Linked DNA regions of Triticum aestivum: region 2 is linked to region 1. A link is a contact called in public Hi-C data. All regions are on one chromosome and are shown on one strand. Each heading gives the region's core, a stretch centred on a gene start, on an enhancer-like site or on the middle of the called end of the contact. The rest is flanking DNA. Distances are from core to core; before and after follow the strand shown.

The links. A called contact is a pair of places that touch in the nucleus more often than the background predicts.
Region 2: a Hi-C map of leaf shows a contact between it and region 1, with 8 times the contacts expected there. The contact joins the promoter of LOC123128362 here to the promoter of LOC123130968 in region 1. A contact is called at or near these places in 2 of 5 Hi-C or Micro-C datasets (both in leaf).

What each region holds. Positions count from the first base shown.
Region 1 is chr6A:540,339,715-540,343,660 of IWGSC CS RefSeq v2.1, forward strand. It overlaps LOC123130968 (putative laccase-9), which reads left to right and starts at 1,584. Exons shown (of 5, transcript XM_044550750.1): 1 at 1,584-1,709; 2 at 1,837-1,988; 3 at 2,091-2,335; 4 at 2,658-3,746; 5 at 3,842-3,946. The coding sequence starts at 1,584.
Region 2 is chr6A:540,502,313-540,506,315 of IWGSC CS RefSeq v2.1, forward strand. LOC123128362 reads left to right here and starts at 1,827. Exons shown (of 4, transcript XM_044548344.1): 1 at 1,827-1,983; 2 at 2,881-3,404. The coding sequence starts at 3,080.

The DNA.
Region 1 (3,946 bases), core at 334-2,833:
ACAACATTCGGGTTTCTGCATATACATATCTTCATAACCCTAGCGTCACCGAACCTTAAGTGTGTAGACCCTACGGGTTCGGGAGACAAGCAGACATGACTGAGACGACTCTCCGGTCAATAACCAACAGCGGGATCTGGATACCCATGTTGGCTCCCGCATGCTCCATGATGATCTCATCGGATGAACCACGATGTCGAGGATTTAATCAATCCCGTACGCTATTCCCTTTGTCTATCGATATGTTACTTGCCCGAGATTCGATCGTCGGTATCCCAATACCTCGTTCAATCTCGTTACCGGCAAGTCACTTTACTCGTACCGTAATGCATGATCCCGTGACCAGACACTTGGTCACTCTGAGCTCATTATGATGATGCATTACCGAGTGGGCCCAGTGATACCTCTCCGTCATACGGAGTGACAAATCCCAGTCTTGATCCATGTCACCCAACAGACACTTTCGGAGATACCCGTAGTCTACCTTTATAGTCACCCAGTTACGGTGTGACGTTTGGCATACCCAAAGCACTCCTACGGTATCCGGGAGTTACACGATCTCATGGTCTAAGGAAAAGATACTTGACATTGGAAAACTCTAGCAAACGAACTATACGATCTTGTGCTATGTTTAGGATTGAGTCTTGTCCATCACATCATTCTCCCAATGATGTGATCTCGTTATCAATGACATCCAGTGTCCATAGTCAGGAAACCATGACTATCTGTTGATCAACGAGCTAGTCAACTAGAGGCTCACTAGGGACATGTCGGTGTCTGTTATTCACACATGTATTACGATTTCCGGATAACACAATTATAGCATGAATAAAGACAATTATCATGAACAAGGAAATATAATAATAATGCTTTTATTATTGTCTCTAGGGCATATTTCCAACACGATAAGTCTAAGACTTGAATCCTGATAAACCGAAGATAGCACCGTACTCCTAACCACCCAACCGCAAATTGATTCCCCGGCCGGAATCATTTACCTAGCGAAAAACTCACGTCAAATTCTAGATACCCAGACAGCCGGTGAGAGAGTGACGCAACGTGTCGCACAAAGGTCTATGTTGCCCATGCGTTCTTCATACCCATCGAAATACGGTGCTAAAAAAAGGAAATACGGTGCTACTTACGACATATTGGGAACTCCGCTGGAACATATAAACTTATGCATGGCCAACGCCTTGAAGGTTAGCCAGGTTCGTTTCTTGACCTTTTCCCCACACATGCTCGAGCGCTGACAAACTTCGAGCCCCATTCGTACTGAAGTCTTGTCTTCGCACAGGGAAGGCTCCAAAGGGACAGCTCGTTGTCATCGGGATGCACGTTCGCGTTATGTTTCATGCTGCCGGAATAGCAGAATCTCAATTGCACGACCGGTTCCTCATCCGAACTGTCATCCATGGACGAAGAATTTTTCGCCATCGGTCGTGTTTCCTCTTGGCGAGATCCCTGTGTATAAGTAGTACCACAGATGGCATGCATATTCTTCACTCGTCAGACCTGGTTTGCTACCTACACTGGCTAGCTATCTCCTGCCACTGGTTGCTCGATCGATCTCTAGTCCGGCAATGGCGATCAGTAAGATACATCTAGTTTGGTTACTATGTGTGGCCTTAGCGTTTGGTGTCGCAGCAGCTGCCGTCCCCGCTCATGGTTCAGGTTCAGGCAGCGTGCGCTGCCACTACGATTTCTTCGTAAGTGCATCATGCATTTTGCTTCCCGTCAGCTGAAGAATGGATCGATGTGCTAGTAGCCAGGTGTCTGCAAAATTTGCTTGATAGTAGATGATGCATGACAAAACGGCGGCCGCCATTGTTGCAGATAAGGGAGGCCAACTACACCCGGCTCTGCAGCGAGAAGACCATCCTGACCGTGAACGGCGAGTTCCCGGGCCCGACCATCTTCGCGCGCAAGGGCGACGTCGTCCTCGTCAACGTCCACAACCAAGGCGACCAAAACGTCACCATCCACTGGTAGTTTTTCTAGTCTCAGAAATGGACTTATTTGTTTCAGGCCATGGCATTGGCATTAAGTTCTGCACAGAATGACACTGCTAATACTCTGTGCATGTGCAGGCACGGCGTGGACCAGCCGCGGAACCCATGGTCGGACGGCCCGGCCTACATAACGCAGTGCCCCATCCAGCCCGGCAACACCTTCACCTACCGGATCATCTTCTCCGAGGAGGAGGGCACGCTGTGGTGGCACGCGCACAGCGACTTCGACCGCGCCACCGTGCACGGTGCCATCGTCATCCATCCCAGGCGCGGCGCCGCCTACCCCTTCCCGAAGCCGCACCGAGAGGTGCCCATCATCCTCGGTACGCATGCTCAAACGCTGGTGCTCTCCTTTGGTTAAAATTTTCAACGAAATTTCAGTGAATTTCTGAAATATCGCATATTCCAGTGGGGTCCAAAATATCTTTAACCCTGAAATTTCGAGGTAGATTCAAGCTGATTTCAAAATAAATTTATATTATGTTAGAATTCATTAAAATTAAGTGAAATTTGAAATATCAAAATTCGAAATAACAGGTCCGAAACTATTCTGTTTCCGAAATTAAAAAACCTTCCTTCTTGAACTTCGATCGCGTGCTGGGGACCTGGGGTGAGGCTTGATTGTGTGAACATTTTTGCATGCAGGGGAGTGGTGGAACCGCGACGTCGGGCAAATGCTCGCCGAAGCCCTCAGCAGCGGTGGCGACTTCCAGCCGTCAGACGCCAACACCATCAACGGCCAGCCCGGTGACCTGTTCCCATGCTCCAGTGACACTACCTTCAAGCTCCCCGTCGAGCACGGCAAGACCTACATGCTCCGCATCATCAACGCGGCGCTCACCAACGAGTTCTTCTTCGCCATCGCCGGGCACCGCCTCACGGTGGTGGGCACCGATGCCGCCTACACCAAGCAGTTCACAGTCGACCACGTCTTCATCGGGCCGGGCCAGACCAAGACCGTGTTGCTCAACGCCGACCGTGGCCGCTCAAACCACACGAGGTACTACATGGCGGCAAGGCCGTACGCGACCAACCCGCTCGCCCGCTTCGACAACAGCACGACCACCGCCGTCCTGGAGTACATCGACGCGCCGCAGGCCACGGCGATGTCGGACATCCCCGCCCTGCCGGCCATCAACGACAGCGCGGCGGCGGAGGCCTACTCGGTGCAGCTCAAGTCCCTCGCCAGCGAGGAGCACCCGGTGGACGTGCCCCGGCTCGTCGACGAGCACATGCTCATCACCATCGCGGTCAATGAGATCCCCTGCACGCCCGGCGAGCTGTGCAAGGGCCCCCGCAACAACAGCCTCGCGGCGAGCCTCAACAACGTCAGCTTCGAGATGCCCAGCACGGCCATCCTTGGCGCCTACTACACCTCGGTGCTACTGGGCGTCGCCAAGACAAACTTTCCCGACAACCCGGCGGTGGCTTTTAACTACACCACCGACGACCTCCCTCTAGACCTCAGGTTCACGGCGCGCGACACAAGGGTGAAGGTGCTGGAGTACGGCACCGTGGTGGAGGTGGTTTTCCAGGACACGTCCATCCTCGGTAGCGAGAGCCACCCCATGCACCTTCACGGGTACAGCTTCTACGTGGTAGGGAGAGGGGCTGGTAACTTTGACAGGCACAAGGACCCGGCGACGTACAACCTCGATGACCCGCCGTACCAGAACACGGTCTCCGTGCCCAAGGCTGGCTGGGCCGCAATCCGCTTCCGGGCGGCGAATCCAGGTGAGTGCTTATTAAGGCATCTCTTTCATCATTTCTATGGCTCATTGTGAGGGTTTTTCTAACTTCACCTTTGTGTTTTATGGTTGTTGATTTAGGTGTATGGTTCATGCATTGCCATTTCGAGCGACACATGGTCTGGGGGATGGAGACCGTGTTTATTGTGAAGAACGGCAAGGCGGAAGAAGCTAAGATCATGCCAC
Region 2 (4,003 bases), core at 577-3,076, 160 kb after region 1:
CACCCGGTGGTCTTCTCTCCGATTGTGTAATCGCATTGTGATACTTCATGACGGAGTTGAAGATGGTGTACCATCGATGGGCTAGGAACTTTGCATTGTGTTTCATGGATCACATCCAAGTCGTAGGAGCGCGAAGTGCTTTTGCACATGAAACCAAGAATGCATGTTTTGCCAAAAGGTCGAGCCCCATGTCTCATGCCTACAAAGTCCGTAGATAGGACTAAACATGCATCGCACATCAGCTCATCCTCCATCACCAAGTACCCCACCATCGTGCTTACTCTAGGAAACAACGAGAAGGTCAAAAGAAAGCTCAGTGGCATTTGATCGAAGACCTGTTGGGCGTAGTGTCCGCCATGGACATCATCGGCAGGGGCGGAGGGTACTTGGCTGCAGACGGATCCAAGGTGCACGACGGCGTAGTCTAACATGGGCATGCACGTGGGTTGGGTTACGGGCTCGGCAATGCCTGGGCGGCGGCTGGAGAGGTACAAAGGTGGCAGCGGGCAAGGAGGGTGCACATGCTGAGAAAGGGGGAAGCATGGGCGGAGTGAAGAAATGTGGTCCAAGAGGGGATTTGAGTGGGGCTAGGGGTATCGAAGTCCTACGTGGTGAGGTCCGGACGCCCGCATCCCCTCTCCCCCAGTTTGTGTATGGTTTGCGGGAATACGTACAAGCATCCATGTCCGTGGGCAAATACCGACCCGTTTTGGATTTCAAACTATGTCCGGACAACTCGGCCCGGACGTGTGCAGACGGTTTGAGGGGCGACATTGGAGATGCCCTAAGAACTATCAACATATTTTCTTCACTAAAACCGATTCTTAGTCTTTAAATTAATAGAACAAAACTGCACAAGCTATTTTTAACCTCTCTCGCTCGCACAGCTCCTCGACACTTTTCTCGTCGTTGCCGGAGGAGGACGAGGCGGAGCAGCCTTCTCCGGGGTTCAACATGACGGAGGCGGAGGCGAAGTTCGCCCTCGCCCAAGCCATGGAGATGGCAGGGTAGCAGGCCATCCTGGAGTCCATCCAGGATGAGGTCTATGTGGAGGCCAACCGGCAGTTCCTCCTGCAGGAGCAGGTAGCGTCCGACGCGCTCTTCATCGAACTCGACGCAGAGATAGAGGAGGTGGAGGCCGGAGCGAAGCAGCCGAAGATGCAGCTACCGCCCATGTAGTCGGAGTCGGGCACGAATATAGTGGACATCTCCGACAAGGAGTAGCTAGATCATCTATTTCGTACGTAGGTTATTTCGTTTGCATGCTTTTGTTTGGATTTGAGAATCTAGTATGAGATGTCCGGATGTAGTTGTGCTAATTTGAGGAGTCCGCGCACGTTTGAGGGGTCATATTTGTCATATGCCGCTGTAGATGCTCTAAAGCCGCTATAAGAAAAATATAACAATACTTGCTCTAATATCGTATGGTATACTATACTCATCAAGAACTAATCAGTGGACCATGACAAAAGGCATAGCAATCAAAACCCTTGCCTACTCCTCTTTCTCGCCAGTGACGGTGTTGGGCTCTACCAATCATGCGTTGCTACGTTGAAACCGCACTTGCACGACGGCACGAGCCCGTCAGGTGTTGTGCCTTCGTTGGTAAGTCTAGCATCTGCACCGAAATATCTCGCCACCGGCCGATCGGGGCCGTCCGTGGCCCGATCCCACGGCCCCGAGGCGCCCAAACTACATTCCAACGGAGTCACATTACTGTTCTGGAAAGGGTGATGATACGCTTCCCATTCCCATCCCGACCGCTTCCTCGCCCTCCTCCTCCTCCCACTGCCACCCACCGCCGCCCGACGCGCCGCCGCCCCCCCCCCCCCCCCCCCCCGCCGGAGAGGGCGCTGCTCCTAGGCCCGCCGCGCGCCTCCCCACCCCCACCCCCTCCACGCGCGCGCGCCTCGTCTCCCCCCTGGCTTAAAGCGTCGCCGCCGACCGGCGCTTCGGTCGGGAGTTCAGACTCGTGGCATGCAGGTGAGAACCCCCCGACGCGTCCCGCTGAAAGACGAATCGAATCGAAACATTTCAGTTCGTCGTTGAAAATCGGGGTTTCCTGTCGAAAGTCTTATGCTTTTTTTCTATTAGACAGTAGAAAAGTTCTGAAATATTCTAATCTAAAGGGGAAGTTCCTGTTTAAAAGTCCGAGGGTGGCGGTGCCGGGGTGTCGGCTAGGCGGAGAAGCCGCTGGGGGTGCTGACGGGGCTGCGGGGAAGGATGAGCAGGAGGTATTAGGTTAGAGGTTGGGGAAGACGGATGGGGGGCTGCCGGCGTTTGGTGAGGTCAGATAGGGCGTATACCAGAACTGGTGTCGCATAGCCCGTAGGCGTAACCCTCCTCCGCTGTCCTCTGGACTGTGGACTGGCGTGGAGCCAAGATCTGTCCGGGTTTGGATTGATTCGCCATTGGACTGTCCGAGCTCATATTCAAGTATACGTATTTTGGTGCCTGTTACCCTGAACTAGCCTCTTATTTTCAGAAGAAATTGAGGGTTTAACTGAACCTCGAGTCTGCCCCCGCTTTCAGAACTAGGTTGGTGTTGCGCACACGCACACCATGCTGTTATGTGCTATTGCAGGTAGTGTTGAATCTCGTGGCTTTGAAACATAAGCATATTTAAGGTGGGGGGAGGAAAACGTCATTGGAACATTACAAAAGAAAGAACTAGTCAGCCTGGTGAACCTCAAACTTTACTACGCATAAAATGTTTGCTTGGTGCAGAATATGCTGATTTGTATGCGAGAGACATGTTGTGGGTTTGATGAGGTCCTTGTTATTTAAGTCAGTGACCTTTTGTAGATCAAGATAATAGCCTTTGAATTTAGAACAAAAAACTATTTCAGTCGTTGCTAACTTGTTCTGTAAATGCCACAGGTGACACTGTTTGAAGCCCTCTGTCTCTTGACTTGAAAATAACAAGTTATCGACGCTGCGAGTAAGCTTTATTTGCGAGCAAAAATAAGCTAGTAGTATTTGCACGTGATTGGGCAAATTAGTCAAGACGGGCGCTCTTTGCTGCGTGGCCGCTAGGCCACATGGGACAAAGTCCAATCCTGCTAGCAGAGACTGTTCCATGGATCCTACAGAGCCTCGTTGGCGGATGAATTCGAGCTTCTCTCCTCCATCGCGGGGATGGGACTGCATGTACTCATCAGACGGTTTGCCTCATAGGACTCCTGATGCTCCACACGATCATCCACCTTATGTGTCATCACTATCATCACATAGTAAAGGAAGTAGAAGTGCATTTGGCAGTGACCAGTACCTGAATCACCACCACTCTGTATCTGATGGAGCACTTTCTTATTTTGGTAGTCCTGTTGACAGCCTTCAGGCTCCACGCTGGACACCCTCTCTGCAAAGATTTGATCTTGGCGAGTTCTCTACACCTGGAGGAGGTATATATATACTTGTTCCTGATTACATACCGTGGATGCTGTTTTGCCATGTTTCTATTTGTGTAATATGCACATCTCTTCACAGTATAATGAATGGAGTCTGTCACTGAAAAAATGAACATGATAGTAGCTGCATCGTAAACACATTTGGAAGCATTGCATTATGTTGTAACATAGGCTTGTTTTGGTGTTAGTACGAAAGAAATTTGCTGAATTGACTGGCTTTCCTTGCAAATAGTACTTGAAACATGGCTTGTGAATCACTGTCTCAACAGTCTATAAGTGCTTGATTCATCTGCCTGTTCATATGGTAATTTGCCTATATGTAGCGCCATTTGGATGGTCTAATTATTTCTGAAAAGATCCTGCTACACTCTTGCTGTCTTCCCAAGTTCTTAACGTTTTTGTGGGATATTGTGTTTTGTCCCGTTCATACATGGAATGCTTCATTAAACAGTACAAAGTCTTCTGTATCAAACGTGCTAAGTAAGTATTATGTCTGGTTTGTCTAGCATAAGTCTTCAACAAGATCTGAACCCAAAGAATATTATTCCCATGTCAAGGTGAGATGAGTATGGCATGAAGAAAGTAAATCTGTA